2 separate regions of the Sorghum bicolor genome follow, and region 2 is linked to region 1. Evidence: chromatin contacts called from public HiCAR-type data. All regions are on one chromosome and are shown on one strand. The core of a region is the stretch at or near the end of the contact, and the rest is flanking DNA. Distances in the headings are between cores, read along the strand shown.

Region 1 (5,009 bases), core at 685-3,184:
ATGCATGAAGTATTAAATATAGACAAAAATCAAAACTAATTACACAGTTTGGTCGAAATTGACAAGACGAATCTTTTGAGCCTAGTTAGTCCATGATTGGACAATATTTGTCAAATACAAACGAAAAAGCTACAGTGTCGACTTTGCAAAATATTTTGGAACTAAACAAGGCCTAGTACAGCACAAGCGCCGGAGCCCTGCAGTGCCACAGCGAGGACGAGGAGACTGTCGATCTGTGCAACGGCAACGGGCAGCAGGAAACTGTGCGGCGGAACGGAAGCGCGTGTCCATGGCGAAATCGGCATGCATCGTGGACTCAACGCGGACCCGAGCCGAGCCGATGTCCCACCGTTCACGCGAGGAGCCGAGAGATGTGTTAGGAGGAGCCACGCTTCCAGAACTTTTGATTCTTTCCTTAGCCACGCGTCCACCATCGAGTGCAGGGGCGCACCGGCCGAGGGATGCACCCGTCGCCCAGCGAATTTTTTTTCCACTCTTTCATTACAAGTTCAAATATGTGATGACTCGCTGCGGACATTCGGTTATAGAAATTCGGTTCTCGAAAAATAGGTACCGATCGGTTCCTTCCAAAAATCGCTACCGAGGAAATTCTCGGTTTCTGTATTTTCGGTTCGGTTCCGGTATTTACCGAAAAATACCGAATTGATCGCATAAACATATAATAGCAAGTTTAAAAGCTAATTTTGACATAATTTGGAAATAATTCTTAAAGAATAATAGTGTCAAACACATACATATACAAGTCCACACAATTATAAAATTATATGAGTATAGTACCTCATGTATAAAATATAATAGACTAAAATAATGCTATTAATAATATAACTACACTCAAACTCAGCATATTTCGGTAAATTCGGTTCCCCGAGGTAAAGTACCGAATTTACCTCGGTAAATTCGGTTCATGCAAATTAGGAACCGAACAAGGTACCGAAAAATTCGGTTTCGGTATTTTCGGTTCGGTTCTCGGTTCTCGGTATTTTGTGCCCAGGCTGAGTGATGACTTAACTAATTTCAAAGATCTCGCTCTTATGATGATTCTCATCATAGAGGTAGGATGACATAAGAGTGAGCATATATGAGTGAGGGTCTGTAAGTATAACGTGTTTTGTATAAGAGGAAAAAATGGTTGTGTGATATTTCTATGTATATTAACTTGTATAAAAAGATGGATCAAGTTGTAAATATGTATTATTTTAATATATGACTTAACCCGTAAGTGTTGATTCTAGTATTAAGTTGTCACTTACGTGTTTCATTTGTAACAATCTAAACCTTGTAATGATACAATCTCTGTGTAAATATGTAAAAACAAATGTGTAAGTTTTTCCTTTCTTACTTTGCCCTTACTTCCTTCGTTCAAGTTCCAAAATGAATACAAATTTTAGATTTAGGGTACAAGTTTATAGAAAAGAATATAATATTTATATTTTTAAATAGATTTAATATAAAAGTACATATCTATACCTATTTATAAAGAGAGAAAATTTCAGGCTGCCAATATTTTTTCTGCCTGCCCTGTCCGGCTTAATAAAAACAAATATTAATATCTTTAATAAATTTTATTTTATTTTATTTTATTTGATTCGTGGGTCAATACTTGACGCTTCAATTTCATCCGGCGTCTTAATTTTTTATTATTTAAAATATAAAAGTAGAAACTAGGTAGTATACCTGTATGTTGCTACGGGATATAAAAATTTTGTACTGCTAAAAACACACGGATCGTACGATAAAATAATAATACTATTAAATTAAATATTGAAATTAAAGTGATATTTAATCTAAAAAGAAAAATTTGTGAAATTAACAGTCCCGAAGAACGTGACGTCACATGCTCACAAACTCCTCATCGTAAGACATTTTCATGATGCGAAAAAAAAACAACAAAAAAAAACAATCTCATACGCTGTGGGCCTGTGGCAGTGTCGCTGACTGTCTCGCTGCGCAGGCGCAACCCGACATAACTACTCCTTCCTAACACTGCCGTCGACGCCGACGCGCCGGACTGCCGCTCGCCCTCCACCGCCCGGCCAGCTCAGGCCTCACGGAACGCCACAGAACAAGCGCAGTCCCGATGAGTGAGGGTGCCACCTCGCCGGCGCTGGAGCCGGAGGCGGCGCCTTTGCCGGACAACGACGACATCCATCGGGAGATCTTTCTCCGCCTCCCGCCGCTCCCCTCGTCGCTCCCCCGCGCCTCGCTCGTCTGCAAGCGCTGGCGCCGCATCCTCTCCGACCCCGCCTTCCTCCGCCGCTTCCGCGCCCACCACCGGGCGCCTCCCCTCCTCGGCTTCTTCGCCGACGAAGACGGCGACATCGACTTCGTGCCCACGCTGCGCCGGCCCGACCGCATCCCCGGCGCGCGCTTCTCCCTGCCGCGGCGGCGGCGCGGCGACGACTACTTGAGCTTCCTCGGCTGCCGCCACGGCCTCGCCCTCTTCGTTGACCGCGCGCGGTCTGAGGCCGTGGTGTGGAACCCCGTCACCGGCAGCCAGTGCCGCGTGCCTTTCCCACCGGATTTCAACAAAAGACACGTCTACTACAAAGGCGCCGTGCTGAGCTCCTCCGGCGACGGCCACGTGCACGGTGATTGCCGCTTGATCCCCTTCAAATTGGTATTGGTGCATCAGACTGACCTCCACGACACACTTGCGTCCGCGTGCCTATATGAATCGGAGTCTGGTAAATGGGGCAATATCACCTCAATAGCTATTCCATGGTCTCGTTTGCATCAGCCTTCTGTCCTAGTTGGAAACCGACTTTACTGGATACTTTTAGGTACCAGTGACATCCTTGAGTTTGATCTGGATGGCCAGAGTCTAGCCATAATTCAGAAGCCAGAGGACCCCCGTGTTACAAACAATTCAGGCATTCAGGCCCTGCGACTAGAAGGTAACAAGCTTGGCCTTGCAACTCTGTCAAAGCTGAGCATCCAGTTGTGGCAGAGAGAGACCAATTCAGATGCTGCTGGCACGTGGGTGCCATGGAAAACTATTGAACTAGATAAGCTCCTTTCATTAGATCGGTTAACAAGGATATGGACGGCAACGATTCTGGGGTTTGATGAGGATAGCAATGCTTTCTTTATTTGTACGAGCGTTGGCATCTACATGATCCATCTTGAGTCAACACGGTTCACGAAACTTTTCCAAGGCGATTCATTTACTGCCTATTATCCCTACACAAGTTTATATACTGCAGGTAAGCTTATCTTTATGTTGCACAAGTAATGAGATCCAACTTTTTTTGCTATATGGCAATTGAAATATCACTCATATGCTTAGGAGCTCACTAGCAGTTTGAACATATGCGATGTAATCTTTTCTCTTTCTCAAGTTAGTGAACTCATAATAAAGTAATTTGGTACAATTATTACTTTTGGACTACATGAACCTCGTAGAAAATTTAATTGTTGCCAGGCTATTGAAGTATGCAAAGGAGATTTAATTGTGCTCTCTTGAACTGCTGCTTTCAGCACCAGCTTCGAAATGTTACGAAATTTTTGACAATACTAGCACTTAAGTAAGTTCAGTGTCCTAAATAAGTAGTTTGATTGCCACACTTGGAAACTTAGGGGGTGTTTGGGACTGCTCCACAAACTGCACTGTGGAGCAGCTCCACAAAAACTGGAGTTTGTGGAGTACCTCTTTAGGTGCTCTCACAACTCCACCCTTTTTCCTCGAACTTAGTGCGTGGAGCTGAAGCCGTTTGGCTAAAAAACGTGGAGCGAAGCTGAAAAACGTGGAGCAGAGCAGTCCCAAACACCCCCTTAAAGCTTACTGTTTATTTCATTCATTACATTTCTGCAATGTATATTCATGATTTATCTGAGTGAAGTACATGAATTTTAGCTTGTGGAGTAATACTTCTGCAGGTGATGTCTTCACTTCTACTGGGTGGGTTAGATTAGAACTAAATAATGTTCTGATCTTCAGGGCAAGTTTTTACTTGATGTAACATGTTACATCTAAATGGTCATTCTCATTTGTTTTTCTGTCTGAAGTTTCTTAATTTGAACTTATTTAGTTGAAGTTCATTTGAAATGGCTAGAACTAAGTAGTTGTAGTTACCTTAATGTTTATCTGGCTAAACATGTCCCACATTAGGTAGATAATAAGTATAATTATTCAGAGTGATTTACTGTGTACAGTGTACTTGACATAGATGTGGTCCTCTTTCTTGCCCATTTCTAACCTTGTAATAAAAGCTAATAGGTTACATAATTTTAGCAAACCTTTTCTCTATTTTATCAATTTGGCTTTACTTATTTTTATTGGTTCATTGAATTTGTTTTTCTCATAGGCTTGGGCATTGATGATGGAGACGATAGAGCTGAAATGCTGAACAATACATGAGAATTGGCATGAATGTCCCAATATATCTTGTAAACTGAGGTGAGGTGTTTCTTGAACAGGTGATGTTAATTTATCTTTTGCTTTGTGTATGTTATTTTTCTTGTCAGCATATTAGCTGAATATATATTCCAAATGCTTAGAAAATCCATCACCTAATTCGCTCCCCTTTCTATTTTCTGGGGTGAATGTAATTTCTGAGTTGTATGGGGCTGTGTGTGGTGTGTGTGTTGTAGGGCTCTAGCCCCTTTCTTTCTTCTTAATATAACGAAGCGCAGCTCTCCTGTGTTTTCGAGAAAAAAAAATCCATCACCTAATTGTAGTTTAGATCAATATCTTTAGGTTGCAAACAGACTGCATTTTAATGTGTTTAGTAGTATAATTGTTCAGGCAGTTAGGGCCTTTAACCTAACAAGCTTATTTCTTATATTGGTGAAATAATACACAGCTCTCCTTTGTATCTGAGAAAAAGAAGTGTTCAGTAAACAAGTAATTTTGGTCGTTGTTTGGCCTTCAATGTGTGCAATTATTCCATAGTGCTTTCTTTTTCTGTTTTTTTCCAGTACTATGAGCACCCTATTAGGCCATGAGTAGGTTAATTCGCATTGCAACTTGTTTTAGTAACTGCGGCTTG
Region 2 (5,009 bases), core at 1,098-3,597, 200 kb before region 1:
ATGTAGGGCACGGATTAGAAATATACATGGGCCGGGATGTGGGTGTCCATGCGTTCAGATTTCAGAAATATGGGTGTATATGTGTATACCATTTAGTAGACCAGAGCAGCTACCCCCCCCCCCCCTTTGTGACACCTGCTTGTAGAGTCGTAGCAGCAGTTATCATAACATATATTAATTGAACAGTCAAGTTCATCAGAGCACTGCATGCATCCCATAATTCTTCAGTTCCCTGTCGGCGATTCAGCGTTCATAGCTTCAATCATGCACCTTTGTCAGAGTAGAAACAACCTCTTCTGCCTAGAGAAGTGACCAAAGAGCGCAAGGTGGTTTCTCATGCTTTTTGGTGCTTATTAATTAACAGCTCCCTATATGTGTCTCATTCTGTTTTATGATGCTAACCACTCCTCGATCGTTCTTGATGTCTTGTAATGCCCATCTTTTACTATCATTTACGCTATGCCACTGAGAATGTTACGTAACTCTCAAGGCTCCTGATAATAATAATTCAAAGCCTCACAGCTTCTGAACTCCCACGAATATATCCTAATGTTATGATGAGTGTGTAGTTGCAATGTTAGTTCTTTGACCACTATTAGTAGTTTACTCTAGCTAGATGATCGAGTAGATAACACATGAAGAAGAACAAATTCTACCCACATCTCAGGGCAAATGGTTTTGGTGCCGTCTAATATACATAAGAAAAGTTGCATATCTAGAAATACCAAAACAACCTGTAAATTGAAACTGAGGGAGTAATTACTAACAGGCATGCATCTAGAAGAGCACGTACGTTAATGGTATATTAGCGAGCATCAAAGTAATTAACGTGAGGTCTGAATTTTTGTGATAGGAGGTACATGTCCTTTGTCCTATACACATCATCACACACCAAGAGTTGTTAGTGGAACTGAGACATCGATCGATTTCGCTTTTCTAGCTACCGATCATGTGTTGTGTGGTTTATTTGTGCGCCCGAAAAGGAAAAGACAATGAGGAGGAGAAGGACATGATCACGGGCATGAAAAAAACTCAGGGGCGTACCTCTCATGAAGTCGCTGCACTCCATCCCGTAGCCTGAATTGAAAAGCAACACATGCATGCACAGGAACAAGCAAGTAAGGAAAGGTCAATGTCAAAACCATGCATCCTTTGAATCAAACTCTTTGTGCTTTGATGATGCCATTCTAAGCTAGCTACGTACTATTATTATTATAGTCATAGTACTGTGGAAAACTTTGCAAACTAGCTTGGTATAGAGGAAAACTTAACCGAGATGACGCATTGGTCTAGTCTTGAATCGATTTGACGATGATAACTTGACCAATGCAAACCAACGGGCTTAAATTACAATTGTGCGGATGCATGGTGAGAGAGAAATTCAAGTGTAGAGGAAGCAAAATAAGCAGGCGCGTACGTACCATGGCAGAGGAAGACGAGCGCTTTGGGTGGGGAGGAGGACGCCGGCGGCAGCCAGCCGCAGGTGAAGAGCTGCACGCCCCTCGGGTTCCTCACGTACTCCTGCAGCATCCGCCGCCCGGCCGGCCGGCCAATCATCAGAATCAAACAGTCGACAGATAATAAGAGAAAAGAACCATCGAAATTAAATGGAATTAATTGCATCTAGCATGGAGATGGACTGATGAAGAACAGAAAACTTTGGCAGGAATTGAAGCAAGGAGATAGCGGGGCTAAACTACAGATTCTTTTTTCTATACTTTTCTTTTTTGATTGATTGATTGATGTCAACAACAAGCAAACTATTATTATCACTAGACTGAAACGCCATCATATATCAGCGACTCAATCCGAGCCAAAGATGAAGAACAGAAAACTTTTAGCAGCGTAAGGAGCTTTGCTCACCTCATGGTAGACCACGTCCATCATCTTCTGCAGGCTGCAGCTAATAATCCGGCCGTAACCCCTCCTCGAATACAGTATATCAGAGCTTGGAGAAGAATCAGACGGCAGCAATACGCAGGGAGGAATGAATGTCACAGAGAGAGCGCATGCATGCGCAGCTAGAGATGTCGCTAGCAGAGAGATCGAGGAGGAGGGGGAGGAGGAAGACGATGGAAGCGGTGGGAGGGAGACCGACGGGAAGCGTGTGGAGGAGGCGCAACACGTGCCGTATGAACGCGGCCCGGGCTGTATAGACAGGGAGACGAGGTGCGACGTGGGCGTCCGTCAGGACTCAGTCTCAGGATATGGGGGATCCGCTGCGGTTGCCGGAACGGAACAACCACCCTGCCGCTGGCCACCGTTTCAAGAAGAGACAGGTTGGTTGGTACGGTGGTGTCTGCCGATCTGATCCGCGCGCTCAGTCGTCATCTGCCGGGATCATCATATCTACGACCTCCCCTTCTTCTCGGGATGCACAACGGCAGGCAGGCACCGATATATAGTTTATAATACTCTATATACAGATCAAATGACGAGTATCTTCGCTTTTTCTAGTACTACTATCTTCAGCTGGAGATGATGGCTCGTGGCTGTAACGGGAACACGGAATGGCAACTAAACCCTTTTTGCAGCTGGTCCTAATAACTTAAGATGAGGGCCGTATTTGGTTGAGCTTTCGAAAAGCGTTTCTACTGTTTTTAAAAGAAGTTTTTGGATGTTGTAGCACATTTGTAATTATAGTAATTAGTGTCTAATTATAGATTAGTTAGGCTTAAAAGATTCTTCTCGCAAAATACACGTAAATTGTTTAATTGATTTTTAAAATTTATATTTAATATTTTATATATGTGTCCAAACATTCGATGTGATGGAATAAAATGTTTTTGGGTGGAAACTAAACAGTATGTGAAATCTAAAGTTGCTTTTGCAATAATACCTACTTTCTCGTATTATGATTTTAGAAGCACCGGCTTGGATCATTGAAGGACCGAAAACGGCGACCAGAGAGGGGAGGTGAATGGGAGCCGTAAATTTTCTTCCGAAATATTTTTGGCCGCTGTCTCAAATCACCACCAAATTCAAACAAGTATCCGAAACTGAATTTCTCAAGTCAACTCGTGACAAGAGCAATTAGATAAAATTCCTTGCAATGGTAGAGGACCATCGCAACTGATGGAAATCAATTCGGAGCTCGAACGACCAAAGAATAAGCGAAACACAAAATCGTGGCTAAAGAAATATTGGACAGAAAATCCCCTGAAAAGAAAATTTCGCTCAGCTGCACAAGCATGTTACTTCGGCACAGCTACACCTGACCAAGCCTACTAGCACCAATCACAGAGAAGAAAATAAATTCACCACCGTGAATAGCAAACAAGTAGAAGAAGTAAATTAAATCTTCAAATCAAGGATTAACCAAGGATTGCCTAAAGCTTTTTACGGAAGCAAATAAAAGCTTTTGACCAAATGCAAACTAACAGAAATAAAATCACAGGCTGCTGCAATTTGCACAGAAGCTAGCAGCGATCTGCTCTGTTGACCAAAAAGCTCCTGCTACTACTGGATTGTATGCTCTTGCACTTGAATCAGAAACAAACAAGTACGGAGGAAAACTGAATGAGCAATCTTGGAAACGGTGGACTGCAACTAGGAGATCTGACTCAAGAATCGTCTAGAGAACAAACACAGAGACAGGGACATCTGCTGTTGTAGCTCTGCGCCACTTGCAATTTGCTCGATAGGAGAAGCTGCCAAGCTGCTGGGCACGAGCGAACTGGAACAGGGAAGCGTATGGCGGGCGTCCACAAAGACCTGTTGCAAGTGCTGCTCAATGGAGCGTGCACGGCGCCTAAGCGCACGGTGCTGATAGCACTGCTGCTAGGATTTATTCGCTCATGTCTCCCATGCTGCCACAGAACCAACAGGAGCCCGACAAACGCAAGAACAGAGAAGAACAGAACAGAAAAGAACAAAAAAAAAACGAACGAGAAACCGATCAAATCATCATGGATCGTTCCCAGATTTTGCACAGACCAAATTCAACAGGCCACCAAACTATTCCCAGAAAATCAATGTCTGAGATCGATCTAAACTCCAGAAAAAGTAGATCACAGCTAGGCACGAAAATAGGGGAAAATGAAGAACATAGCCACTGCTCAAATCTTCACGTCCAGAGGACAACAAGAGGTTAGGGCCTCCATTCCCAACTCGAAAAATCTCAGATCATACACGAAATCACAGTTTGTGGATCTCTCTACTAAAGAACTAAAGAGGAAGAAAACCTACTGAAAACCTACCGGAACGGGAAGACAGGAGGGAGAGAGCAGTAGACAGGAGGGAGAGAGCAGTAGGTGGAGAGAGTTAGGGAGATGGGGAACCCCCCGTTTATTTATCAGGCATATTACATATTCCCCAAATGCCTCTAGATATTTTTGAGCGAACTAGCTAGCCCCAGGGGCATTCTAGTCCAACTTGACATAACCTAAATCCGACGGCCACCGCGCCTTCTCACCGGTAGCCTCGCTCCGAAGCGATCTCACCGATGCCGCCACGTGCCATCCGTCCGCATCGGGACCTCCGCCCGGGTTTTGAGGCCCAAACCCGCGAAACCCGCCGCGAGTAGCGTAGCCCGTACGCGTCCCCCGCCGTGTACACTTGCGCTTATTGATGTCCCAAGTGTCAGCCACCGCAGCTGGCCACCCGGTCGTCTGGTCCGTCAGTCCAAGCCTCACGTCCGCCCTTCACCGCAATCGGTCCGTCAGCACGGCACGCCCTACTTGACCTTCACCCGACCGCTGCCACCGCATCCAGACTCCACACCTGCACATCACGAAGCCAAGAGACACCGTTTCGACACATAATCCTGTGCCAGGATATCAGTAGAACCACCGAACCAACAACCCACCAAAATATTGGTATGTTGACAATCGCTCATCACACAACACGGGTGCTCCACAATGGTTATGTAAAAACCATGTATTCGCAATCTCCCCCTTGATGAGTGCATTGTCAACACCAACACAAAGCCAGAGAAAACCAACTCAAGTGTAAGCTCGAAACGGGTCACTCACAATGAGTAAAGCAAAGCCAACAACTTGGTCCCCAAA

Evidence for each region. HiCAR-type assays count read pairs that join an accessible place to other places.
Region 2: a HiCAR-type map of leaf shows a contact between it and region 1, with 5 times the contacts expected there. The contact joins the promoter of LOC8077900 here to the promoter of LOC8077899 in region 1. A contact is called at or near these places in 1 of 4 Hi-C or Micro-C datasets (leaf mesophyll) and 1 of 1 datasets of contacts at active chromatin or transcription factors (leaf).

Annotation. Positions count from the first base shown.
Region 1 is chr9:45,054,386-45,059,394 of Sorghum_bicolor_NCBIv3, reverse strand. LOC8077899 reads left to right here and starts at 1,934. Exons shown (of 3, transcript XM_021446982.1): 1 at 1,934-3,224; 2 at 4,326-4,417. The coding sequence starts at 2,099. The coding sequence ends at 4,378.
Region 2 is chr9:45,254,061-45,259,069 of Sorghum_bicolor_NCBIv3, reverse strand. LOC8077900 (caffeoylshikimate esterase) reads right to left here and starts at 2,347. Exons shown (of 8, transcript XM_002439610.2): 1 at 1,864-2,347; 2 at 1,422-1,521; 3 at 1,045-1,077. The coding sequence starts at 1,887.